Regions from separate parts of the Gossypium hirsutum genome. Here all the other regions are linked to region 2. The links are chromatin contacts, called in public Hi-C maps. All regions are on one chromosome and are shown on one strand. The core of a region is the stretch at or near the end of the contact, and the rest is flanking DNA. Distances in the headings are between cores, read along the strand shown. Region 1 has its middle 39 kb from the start of LOC107926882. Region 2 has its middle 51 kb from the start of LOC121205267. Region 3 holds the start of LOC121203152 (peptide chain release factor APG3, chloroplastic).

Evidence for each region. Hi-C and Micro-C count contacts between places; a contact is called where the count stands out from the background.
Region 1: a contact with region 2 is called in a Hi-C map of leaf, with 2.4 times the contacts expected there. The contact joins two enhancer-like sites. A contact is called at or near these places in 2 of 34 Hi-C or Micro-C datasets (both in leaf).
Region 3: a contact with region 2 is called in a Hi-C map of leaf, with 3 times the contacts expected there. The contact joins the promoter of LOC121203152 here to the enhancer-like site in region 2. A contact is called at or near these places in 9 of 34 Hi-C or Micro-C datasets (hypocotyl, leaf and petal).

What each region holds. Positions count from the first base shown.
Region 1 is chrA08:93,939,881-93,943,652 of Gossypium_hirsutum_v2.1, reverse strand. It overlaps the pseudogene LOC121204506. Among protein-coding and RNA genes, the nearest start is that of LOC107926882, 39 kb to the right of the region's middle. Within about 2 kb of position 1,307, at least 3 of the 9 cell types and tissues checked have an H3K27ac peak or open chromatin away from gene starts, as enhancers often do. A contact at or near this core is called in leaf, where this site is marked.
Region 2 is chrA08:93,671,804-93,675,846 of Gossypium_hirsutum_v2.1, reverse strand. It overlaps the pseudogene LOC107940489. Among protein-coding and RNA genes, the nearest start is that of LOC121205267, 51 kb to the right of the region's middle. Within about 2 kb of position 1,311, at least 3 of the 9 cell types and tissues checked have an H3K27ac peak or open chromatin away from gene starts, as enhancers often do. A contact at or near this core is called in hypocotyl and leaf, where this site is marked.
Region 3 is chrA08:93,329,207-93,333,439 of Gossypium_hirsutum_v2.1, reverse strand. It overlaps LOC121203152 (peptide chain release factor APG3, chloroplastic), which reads right to left and starts at 2,230. Exons shown (of 15, transcript XM_041075894.1): 1 at 1,860-2,230; 2 at 1,695-1,751; 3 at 1,407-1,487; 4 at 1,250-1,307; 5 at 1,046-1,149; 6 at 646-697; 7 at 308-357. The coding sequence starts at 2,009.

The DNA.
Region 1 (3,772 bases), core at 58-2,557, 270 kb before region 2:
AGGTATAGGTGGATCTTAAAGTCCCGAGAGGTGAATTCAACATTCAATTCGCAGCTCTCAACTCAACAAAGTTTATATAGTATTTTACTACATGTACCTAGGTTTGAACTGCTTTAAGGTTATAAATGGTCAATTAGGTGTCTTTGAGTAATAGATATATAATATTGTATGGTATATGAATGGTTAATATTTTCATGATTTGAAATATGTAATTGATCATATATGATATTGAGTTGAATACCTTTTGGGTCTTAGGACCAATTATGTTTTATATTCTACCAGGTTGAAAATTAAGGATGTTTAAGTTGTTGATGTCTACCTTCGAAGTCGAAACACCACTCCATGGATATCGCAACACCAACCTTCAACGTCACGACATCTACTGTTTGAAGTCGTGACGTCAACTCACTGTTTTCAAAGTCGCAACATTACACCTCTGAAGTCATGATGCCAGCTCGATAAAGTTTGGAGACTTTACATTTTAGTCCTCTAATGGCCTCGGGTTATTGAAAGAGCTTTCGTAAGCTCGAATAATCCCTAAACAAGATTATATATTACAATATAATGATGTAATGAACTTGTTAGTGAATATAAAATGTTGAATCAATAAAAAGTGTGATTGGAGTTGCTCCGAGAAAAAATGCAGCATCCTGTAATTCAGACCTAACGATTGGGTCGAGCATAAGGTGTTCCAAGTTTGCATCTCAAAACATTCCTTTTTCATCAACAATGGACACGGGATTCAAGCGTTGGAATCCATGATGGATGAACACAACAAATAATTTCAGAGATTTAATAAATATTTTATAATTTTTAATAAATGATTTAGTGCTAACAATGATTAGCGTGCAAATAAATAATGGTTTTTATATAATTTTTCATACATTTTTTAATTTTATAATCTTTTTTATTTTATCTTATTAATTTTTAATAATTTCTATATTTTAATAAATTGTTCATTTTTTATTTTTTAAATTTATATCATTTTTTAAAAAATTTATTAATTTTTTGGATTTTTAATAATTGTCTTTTACTATAATTTTTATAATATTTTGCACTTTTCTATAATTTATTTAATTTTTTTATAATTTTAATGATTTTAAATATTAAATATCAATTTTCTCTGTGCAATCAATTAATCGTTAATTTTAACAATTAAAGAATTTAATTAATTAAAATTTTAACGTTTAAAAGCTAAATTGAAATTTTAACGTAAAAAAAAGGGGGGGGGGATAAGCACCCTCTAGCATAAATAAAATTTATTACATTGTATGTGGTATACTATTAATGACAAGTCCAATAAGCCTGTAAGGCCTACGGATAAGGCTAAGCCATACCTCAACTCAGGTTTAGACTTTAGAGGTCCAACAACTCAATGAACTAGTGACATAATCCTTTACGACCAATATATATATATGAACAAACCTTTACGACCAATATATATATATTTAATTGAAGAAAAAGGAACTTTTTTCACACTTAAACTAATTATTCAGCCTCAAAACTAAAATAAGCAATACCCTTAATATAGGATTACAAAACAATTGGAATTAAATCATGAACAGGTGAGCAAGCAGTAAGAAACTTTACAAGCTATACTTATTTATTTACAAATTACATAATAAATTAGGTGAATTATGGGGAAAGAGTGAAATAGAAAGTCTTCAGAAAGCTTCATCTGGTTTCACAAAGTTGTGATATTCCAGCCGAGTCATTTCCCCACCATTCACTGGGTCAAACTGGCTTCTGTAGAAGTTGTATTCATAATCATTTTGCACATTTTAGAGCTTTTTTGTTATGGGTAAATGACACCGAAGATCACTAAACTATTATTAAATTTACATTTTAATCACTTAACTTCAAAAATTAAAAAATGATTGCTAAACTATTCAAAAGTTTTCGGCTAAGTCACTGGGCTATAAAAACTAATGTTGTCTGACCTTTTTTGTTCGCACTACCTACACCAATCAAAAACTCTTTTTAAACAACTTTGAATGCCATAAATCTACAAATTAAAATCCAAACAACTTTCTTCTCCAATTTTCGATACTAACCATTAGAGTGACTCTACTTGTCGATGGCTACTATTCAATCATACCAATCGTCGAATCATCGCTTGAAGCTCGCTAGCTATTTAAAAAATAATAATAATAACTTAACAATCCAATTACTTAAATAAAAACTTTCGAATAGTTTAAAGTCCATTTGTAACTTTTTAAAGTTGAGTGATTAAAATGTAAACTAACTAATAATAGTTTAGTGAAATTCTGTTTGGCAAGGGAAACTTATCATCTTGGCGGAAATGGTTAAGAGGTTAATAATTTATTACCAATCTCACAAAGGAATCTTAAAGGCCATTTAAGATTATTATGAGAGCATCCCCAATCCTTCAGAATGGTCTCAAGAATACCCGTGGTATTGTAGTTAACCTTTTTATTATCTCTCCTTCACCAAAAACCAAAAAGGAAAAGAAGTTGCAGCAAACAAGTGAAGAGCTAGTTTGTGAAGGTCATTGAGAAATTTACCAAAGCAAGCTTCAAACGCCTCAAGTCATAAAATACTACCAAAGCTACATAAATGTTAGTTTATGTGAAGGTCATTGAGAAATTTATCAAAGCATGCTTCAAAGATTTGATATCTCTGTCAGTTTAAGTTTCTTTTTCTTACCTTCCATCGATGCCAAGAATGACAACAGTATTCTTTTGGTGACCAAAAGCAACAATGTATTGAGAACCTTCAAGCAGACGGAACTGAGCCACTGACCACTCTGAACTAAAATACTTGGGTAACACTCCTGCAAGCAGAAATGTAGCTTAGATAGATGCTTACAATAGTTGATTCCCGAAAACCAAAAGGATTGCCTCAAATGCGCCATAGATATATATTAGAGACAATCTTGTTAGTTGTCACATTCAGCTTCAAGTGTTAGTTTCTCTGCTGGCTCAAGTACTGGGATAACTCTCCTATAGGTAGAAAGCCAGATCATATGCTTATCACAACACTCACAAAATCTTAAATGCCAACTTACTAGAAGCTAGGTTTGACACAAGCTGGTTACCCCACAATTAGATTACTAATTCCCCAGCAGGATCATACTCATCATCCAACTGAAAGTCGTAATGTTGTTTCCCAGGCATAGGTGATACGAATCTCAGAGATAAAAAGAAAAACGAGGTAAAGAGCAATTGTCATGATGTTTTTCTTCCATTTGCAGAGAACATAGTTCAGAGATAAAAGAGAGTCATGGCCGTTTGCAGCATCTAATGGCAGGAGGGGACACTTTACCTCTGATAGAAGAAAGAGACGAATGGGGCGGCTCGGATGCACTTTGTGACCTGACGCTGCCCGGAGATCCAGCATTGAACTTAAGGCCAAACACATGGACGGTTCCTTTATCACTTGAAACCGATAACCACTGGACATTCGAAGAGAATGCCAAACTATAAATTTCAGCTCTATCTGCTCCCCCTCCTTACCTATTTACATACAACAAAAACTTCCATATTGTCAGAAAATTTATATCATTTTGTGTTTTCAATGCTACCCAGAAAAAGTGCAAACATCTCATATCCACTGCATACATATAAGAAAGATGGATCCTTAGAGCCGTAAAAAATAAAAATATGGTCACTTATTTAACCATATGTATTAGAATTTCCACTAAACCCGTCACAATTTAGACAAAATTTGTATCATTAAAGCAACAAAGAAGCGTAAACAGTATCAAATCACATACCTCTTGCAGCAAGCTACCATCAACAGTATTATAAAC
Region 2 (4,043 bases), core at 62-2,561:
TCAGATTAATTCGAATTTATTTTTCAAATTTCGAGTTAAATTTTTAAATTCGAGTAACCCGAATAATTCGAATAAACTAAATATCAAATATTTTACTTCCTTTTCCCCTCAAACCCCATCTCAAAAGTCACACCTTTTTACTTTCCCCCCAAAATTTTACATCCCCAAACGCCAAAAACCATTTTCCTTTTACTTTCTCCAATACTTTCGTCTCAAAAATTTTACTTCCCTCAAACTCTTAAATTTTTTACTCCTCTTAACCTCCCAAAACTTTTTCCCCTTTTGCTTTTCCTCAAAACTTTTACTTCCTCCTAAACCCCAATTTTTTTTCAAATTTATGTCTATTACTTATATTATTGAATTAAATTTCACATTTTTTTACTATTTATATTATTGAATTGTTTAATCATGCTAAATTTTTATCAATTTCTGTAAAAAATTGAATTATTGATGATGACATAAAATATTCAGTTAATTTTTTTTTGTATCAATTTCATATTTTATTTTTAAATAAATTTTATTAAAAAAACACGTTTTTTATATTTAATATATTTTTTAATTTTCAAATACATGATAACCAGAATCAGAAAATAATTGAAGCAACTAAGTAAGCAAAAAAGTTAACCTGTATATAAAATATTAATAAATAAATTATGAGTGGGTGAAAGCTAATAACAAATTTGATTACGGTAGGCAAATTTGATTATGGTAGGTGAAAGTAGCTACAAGAACCCAAAGTTATTTTTTAATTTTCGAACAAATATATTCGATTCGATTTGATTTGAATTTCATCTCACTCAACTTGATTAAAAAAAATTCAAATCGAGTTAGGATGATAAAATAAGATTTATCAACTCAATTAACTCGAATTTTTTTCATTCGATTCGATCAAACGCTCAAACTTACTTAAGTGGAGTGAAAAATAGGAGAAAAGATGATGAATGGTGGATGATTGAGTGATTGATGAAAGACTTCTTATTTATACTAGAAACGCTCCAACATCCCCTAGCTATTTTTAGCCCCAAATCCCTTGATTTTCTCTCTAGAGGTGGCCGAAGGTGGGTGGACGATCATGCTGTTTTGGGAAGGATGTTAATTGATTTATGCTTGATTCAAGGGAAGAGTTGCTTGATTCCCTCATGGTTGATTGGTGGTTGAATTGGTTGATTACCAAGTTTTCATGGACAGTTTGGGCTCATTCCTTCCGAATGGACGATTTGGGCTCTTTCGATCTTGTTGGGTTATCCAGTTTTGTTGACCCACTTAGGAGCTGGGTCAAGAGTTGGGTCAAGAGGAATTCTAAAGTCCAATTATTATAATTGGGGCATCCAAGGATGGTAATATATCAGTCCACATCGTGTAGGTCCTTTGCTACATAGACGTTGCAGCGTTAGGCATCAAAGTGTGCATTTCAATCCCTTTCCTCTTCTGAGTTTATTAGGCACTTTTAGGACTGAAAATCAATTTTAGCATATAAATTAACAAAAATGAATTATTTCAAATAAATTGAACAATAAATAGAAATTAAAAAATTACTGTAGAATTTGTTATTAGACACCCCGAACTTGAATGAATTTGAAAGTAAATAGATCTTAAAATAACTATATTTTGGAGTTATCAATTGATCAAGTAAGAGGTGAAATACATGAATTTTGTTTGATGTGTGAAAGTTGTCAGTAAGATAGTAGAATAGAAGTTGTGTGAATTGTCTTTAGGCGCAATAATGTGAGGCAAGTTAACGTACAGTTTCTATGAATACAGCTCTATAATTCCGAGAGCATTCTAATTATAGCTGTTTATCCTTTGTGTAGAAAGTGCAACACGAGTTGTTGGTTGTATACGTTAACCAGCTACTTGAAAAGGAGGATTCAGGGATCAAGGTTTTGTTTAGAGATGATAAGGTAAAATTTGCTCAACCTTGTCTCTTTGCAAGAAATGTTTACTCTTCTCGCTGTTTATTTCGGTAACTGTGTAGATCAGGAAATTACTTGGCTTACTTTATGCTCTGTAGGTGGATGATCTTTCTAGGACGTACAGGGTTTATAATAAAATATCTCAAGGCCTGGATCTTGTTGCTAATGTATTCAAGCAGGTATGAATTTCTGTTTACTTGTTCTGCAAGCTAAATGACCGTCTTTTCATGTTACTTCACAGCTTTACTGACTCTTTCTGAGTTTTTTTTTTTCTTTTGCAGCATGTTACTATTGAGGGTACAGCCTTTGTTCAACAGGCAGAAGAGGCTGCAAGTAACCAGGTTAATTTGTTGTTGCCCTTCTCTTATAGTTACAAGTATAATTGCTGGATACAATTACTGATGTCGTTTTGTAGTAAGGATTACTGAAGATTTGTATTCTTGTGAGGATATCAAATCTATTCTTTTGTACTAACATATTGAGTGCAAAACAGGAAGAGTAATGTTTAAGCATAAACCTGGCTCTCTTTTTTTTATCTATTATTTTGTTTATGCACCTGAGTGAAAAATGGATGATACATAATTTATTGTTTCGACTACTCAACGTGCCCATCTCTAAATGCTGATAGTCAATCATTTTCACAGGCCTCAAATACTCCTAGCGGGCACGAACAGGTAAAATTTCCAACTTTTAAGCTATGGATACTCATGGATTCACTTCAGATGTTGAAAATTAATATTGTTATCATCATCGTCAGGTTCTTGTAAAGAATATACTTGAGCTGCATGATAATTATATGACATATCTGAACAGCTGCTTTCAAAATCATAATTTGTTCCACAAGGTTTGCTGGAATACCTAAATTTTTTAATATGGATCATGTTCAATCATTTCATCTGACACAAGCTTTGTCGAAATGTTCAATAGGCCTTAAAAGAGGCTTTTGAGGTATTTTGCAACAAAAATGTTTATGGCAGCCCAAGTGCAGAGATTTTGGCATCTTTCGCTGATCATATCCTCAGGAAGGGTGGGAGTGAGAAATTAAGCGATAAAGTCATTGAAGAAACACTTGAGAAGGTGGCTTTATCGACCGTCTGACGCCAAATTTGTGCGGACCAGAAATTGGTTCTAAGCTATTCGTTTTGTTTCTGCAGGTAGTTAAGTTGCTGCAATATGTCATCGATAAGGACGTCTTTGCTGAATTCTACAGGTGAGGTTATTATTATTATTTGTTGATTAGTATTATATGTACATTATAAAACAAATGTAATGGCATGAATTTATGTGGTGCATTTTGATCCTAACTTCATGGCGTGCAATCATTGACAGGAAAAAACTTGCTCGGCGACTCCTTTTTGACCGCGGTACTAATGATGATCAAGAAAGGAGTATTCTGAGTAAGCTCAAACAGCAGTTCGGTGCACCGCTCACCTCAAAGATGGAGGGCATGGTCTGATAGTCGGTCTGGTTTTTGCCTATTTTATTCGATTTCATGGTTTACAGTTCTAATTGTGATCAAGCTTGTCCTCTGCCTTCCTAACAGGTCACAGATGTGGTACTGGAAAGGAAAACCAGAGCAGCTTCCAGGAATATCTTAGGAATAACCCAGATGTACATCCTGGCTTGATTTTACAGTTACTGTTCTTACCACCGGATTCTGGCCAAGTTATAAATCGTTTGATCTCTCTCTCCCTCCTGAGATGGTAATCATGACAGTATTAAAGTAATCCTTATTTTTACCCTAGCATGTTTCCAGAAACGCGTTTTATACCCAAAAAACTTCATTGTTTCAGGTCAAGTGTGTAGAAGTTTTCAAAGGATTTTACGGAACCAAAACAAAACACAGAAAGCTTACATGGATATACTCACTTGGAACTTCCCACATTAATGGCAAGTTCGAGCCAAAACCCATAGAACTGATTGTTTCAACTCATCAGGTAAACCTTTCACGTTCCAAATTCTAGATTTAGGATTCAACTTGGAAATCTAATATTACCAGTTCCCTAAATAATCAGGCTGCGGTCCTTCTGCTTTTTAACGCGTCAGAACGGCTAAGCTATTCGGAGATCGTGGCTCAATTGAACCTGGCTCATGATGACTTGATCAGGTTACTGCATTCGTTGTCATGTG
Region 3 (4,233 bases), core at 981-3,480, 340 kb after region 2:
GTCCTTTAAGATGTAAATTAAAGTGACTATAGCCAGCCCTAGTGAACATATAGCAGAAAATCAATCAAAAACAAGAATCAAAATGTATCATGTAGCCTAGTTCCATGAAACTGGTAGTGTTGAAAACAAGTAGAAACAGAAATTAAATGGTTTCTTGTTGCAACACCAGAAATTTTTTTCTATATGTTTTCTTTCTGCTTCTATGTCAGGCTAACAACTGTTTTTAGACTGATTTAAAATATTTGAAGTACTGATAGGGCATGATTCCAAGCCATAAATCTGAAAGGATAAAGAAACATGTACCTACAAGATCACCGGCCCAAATTCCAGCCTCATCACCACCAGTACCTGCCCTCACTGGAAAGAAGACAAGCATAGTTCATTAAAGTGGCAATAAGAAGGCAATTACATTAGACTCTGCATCTAAAACTATAATCCATATGACATGGAAAGTACAACTTGTATGCAGACAAACGCTTAAATACACAGAACTATCCATTGAAGAGGAATTAATTTTTGACATGAATTATTGCTCAAAATGCAGCACATATTTGAAGGATAGCAAAGCTACAGCCTGAAAGTTTTCCAACCTAGAAATCAAGTTACTAAATTATCTTCTCAACAAGATTAAGATGATATAGATACCTTCAAGCATTATATTTCTTGCATCAAGAGGATCACTTGGAAGCAGTAGCACCTGCCCACATAGAAGCAATATAGTAGCTTGAGAGACCAGATAGAGGGAGCAAAACCAAAAATAACATAAGCAGCAATAATAAGATACATTCCACAATAAGGCTCAATATTGGTTAATGCTCATCAATGGGAAGTATTATATAAAATATGCAATCAATATCAATCTCATTCCATATTGTTGGAACTCAATAAAACTTTTCGTAATGCAAAGAAAACTGATTAAAACTTCTAATCATACACTTGACTAAGTAGACGATAGAACACAAGTTATTCAGTGGGAAAGTGGCTCCTAGATATGGAAAACAATTATAGAGATGGTGAGATAAAACTTAAGGCATTGGGAGAAAACCTTAAGCTTCTCCTCAAGCTCTTTAAGTTGACCAGATAGAGAGCTGATTTCAGATGCTATCATCTCAGCCATATCTACATCAGTGCCCTCCTCTTCAGATAAAGCTGAAAAAGAATTACTGTAAAAATAAGAAAAAAAGGATCCACAAGCTTTTATCTTATAGTAAAACATTTTAAACAAGATGATGATGATTGTCAAAATTACCTTTGGCCTCCTCTAACTGCTTCTCACATTCTTTAAATCTCCTGAATGTTGATACAACCTATCCACCAAGAAAATAGAACATAAATGGAAAGGCCAATTAGCAACGAAAGAGATAAAGCTCAGCAGCCAGCTAAGAAAGCAAAATGAAATCCAGTACCTCATCGAGTTCCGACACAGACTGAGCCAGTTTTTGGTATTCAGTGGGATTCGAGACAACATCTGGATCAGCTAGCCTAACCTACAGTCTCATTGTTTAGAGAAACAGAAACCTTACTAAACAATTGAATTAAGACACTATTTACGGCATGGAGAACAATATTTTCATGCTTAAGGTAGAGAAACCTTGGATAGACAAAAATTTTGACTAACATACAACTGAAAACACTTTTTTTTCACATAATCGAAACTTATTACCTACAAAAGAAAGAAAAAATAAGAACTATACCGATAATTCCTTCCACGTCTTCTCCGCAGATTCCAGTTTCGTTATCAGATACGGCTCCTGCAAGAAAAAAAAATCCAAAACAATAACCAACAAGAAGTTCATTTTATCGAAATCTCAGCTCTGCTTTTCATCAAATTAAAAAGAAGAAGTTTTTGTTGAACGCACCGCCATACAAACGATTCTCGAAGCTCTGGATCTAGGCCAAGGTCTGGCCACTCTCAAACATCTTGACTGAGGCGTAAAACCGCGTCGAACTGAAAAGTCGTTGAAGGTAGTGAATAATCGAGCTGTGGAGCTCATTGCAACGCAGTTCATTGCTGCGGTTGCTGCTAATGTATCTTTGAGATGAACTATGCTTGAATTAACTATGGATATGGCGGATAAAATGTGAGAGAGCAAGCGAAATTGAAGGGCTGTGACCGAGCGGCTACGGAATAGACACGGTGGCTTTAGCAAACTCAACTAAGACTCCAACTGATAATGTTCCATGCTTTTGCCTTTTCTAGTAAATACCAAACGTGTGTATAAATAATAGTGAGTGAATCAATATTTTAAATGGGTAATTTATATTAATAGTAACCAACTTTGGTTACATGATAAAATAGTTAAATTTTATTTCTGTCATTCAATTTTAGAAAAGTAATAAAATAGTACTTTTAATCATTTTTTATTACAGACGTAACGGCAAAGTAACATAACAAATGACGAATTGATTGGTGTCATTAGTCGTCCAACTGGTTAGTTAGCACCAATTTAAATAGCCTATTTAGCACCAATTTAGGGTTGAAGCAGTAAAAGAAAAAGAAGAAGAAGAGAAAAAATGGAGATGCCGACCGTGATATCAGTGTGCTATTGTGAAAACCCAACCAAATTAAATATGTCTTGGTCCAATGACAACCCAGGTAGGAGGTTTTGGGGTGTAAGAAGTTTGGGAATGGGTTTCAAAAACCATGTTATTTTTTCACCTGGTTTAATCCACCATTGACGCCCCGTTCACAAATTGTGTTGTTGGGTCTTCTGAAAAAAGTGAAGACATTGGAGGATGCAATGAGGGAGGAGAGAAAAACATGGCTTTTAGTGCTTTTATTTGTAATATTATTGCTATTTTTCAAACTCTAAACCAAATTATGTTGTTGTTAGCACCGAAAACCAGCTTATGTGGCCATTGATATAATATTTTGTTATTCATTCATGGTGAGTTGGGTTCCTAAATGTAATGGCCTGTAAAGGGTAGAAGTTTGCTAATTGTTGTTAGAATTAAATGACTCGAATCTTTATTTAAATAAAATACAGTGGTAAAATAAAATAAAAGTAAAATCCATATAGAACTATACTTCTTTTATTTTATTTTAGAATAAGGTTTTTTAAACCTTATTAAACTTCATATATTTTATATTGATTAGAATAAGGTGTTTCAATCTTACTAGAATATGGTTTTACAAGCATATAAATAGACATAATCTATTCCTTTTGTAATCATTCGAATTCGACATAGTGAATTTTTTTCTCCTTTACCCGTGTTTTTTTCCCGAAAGAGTTTCCACGTAAAATCTGTGTGTTCTTTATTTTATTTTCTTTTCTTTTCTTTTTCTCAAATTGGTATCAAAGCTTCCGGGTAGTTCATCTTGATCACTGTAATAGTGTCTTTGAAGTATGAAATTCCGCTATTGGATTGCAACACCAGATTTGTGTTGTGGCATATTAAGATACAAGTAGTTTTTGCGCAGATGGATCTAGAGGATGCCCTGCTAGGGATAGATAAAATGTCTTTGACATTAACAGATGAAGAGAAGAAGTGTAAGGATTGAAAGGCGTTAACACAATTACATCTGTATTTGTTTAACAAAATTTTGCAGGATGTGATGAAGGAGAAAACCGCCGCAGCATTATGGAAGAGGCTAGAACAAATATGTATGTCGAAAACTCTAACAAGCAAGTTGTATATGAAGCAGCATCTTTATGCTCATCGTTTGGAGGAAGGTGTGGCTGTACACGAACACTTAACAATGTTTAAAGAAATTCACTTAAACTTGGAGGCCATGGAGGTTCAGTATGATAAGGAAGATCTAGGGTTGATTCTACTTTGTTCGTTGCCTCCGTCTTATTCAACCTTTAGAGACACGATTTTATATAGCCACGAGTCTCTCACAGTTGGTGAGGTTTATGATTCTTTGACCTCGTATGATAAGATGAAGCATCTTGTGGTCAAACCCGACTCTCAGGGAGAGGGTCTCATTGTTCGTGGGAGACAAGATCGGAATGCTGATGATGATCATGGAAGGACACAGGAACAAAATCCTCGCAGTAAACCTAAGGGTAGATCGAAGTCTTAAAATAGTGGTAAAATTGTAACTTCTGCAAGAAAAAAGGGCACATTAAATCTGAGTGCTATAAGCTACAGAACAAGATTAAAAAGGAGGCTACCAAGTTATATGTTTTGCAGGGTTCTATTGTTACTGGTGATGCAGCTGTCGCTTCCTCTTCCTTGTCTGATGATGATATTACTAAACTTTGGCATATGCGCCTAGGCATATGAGTG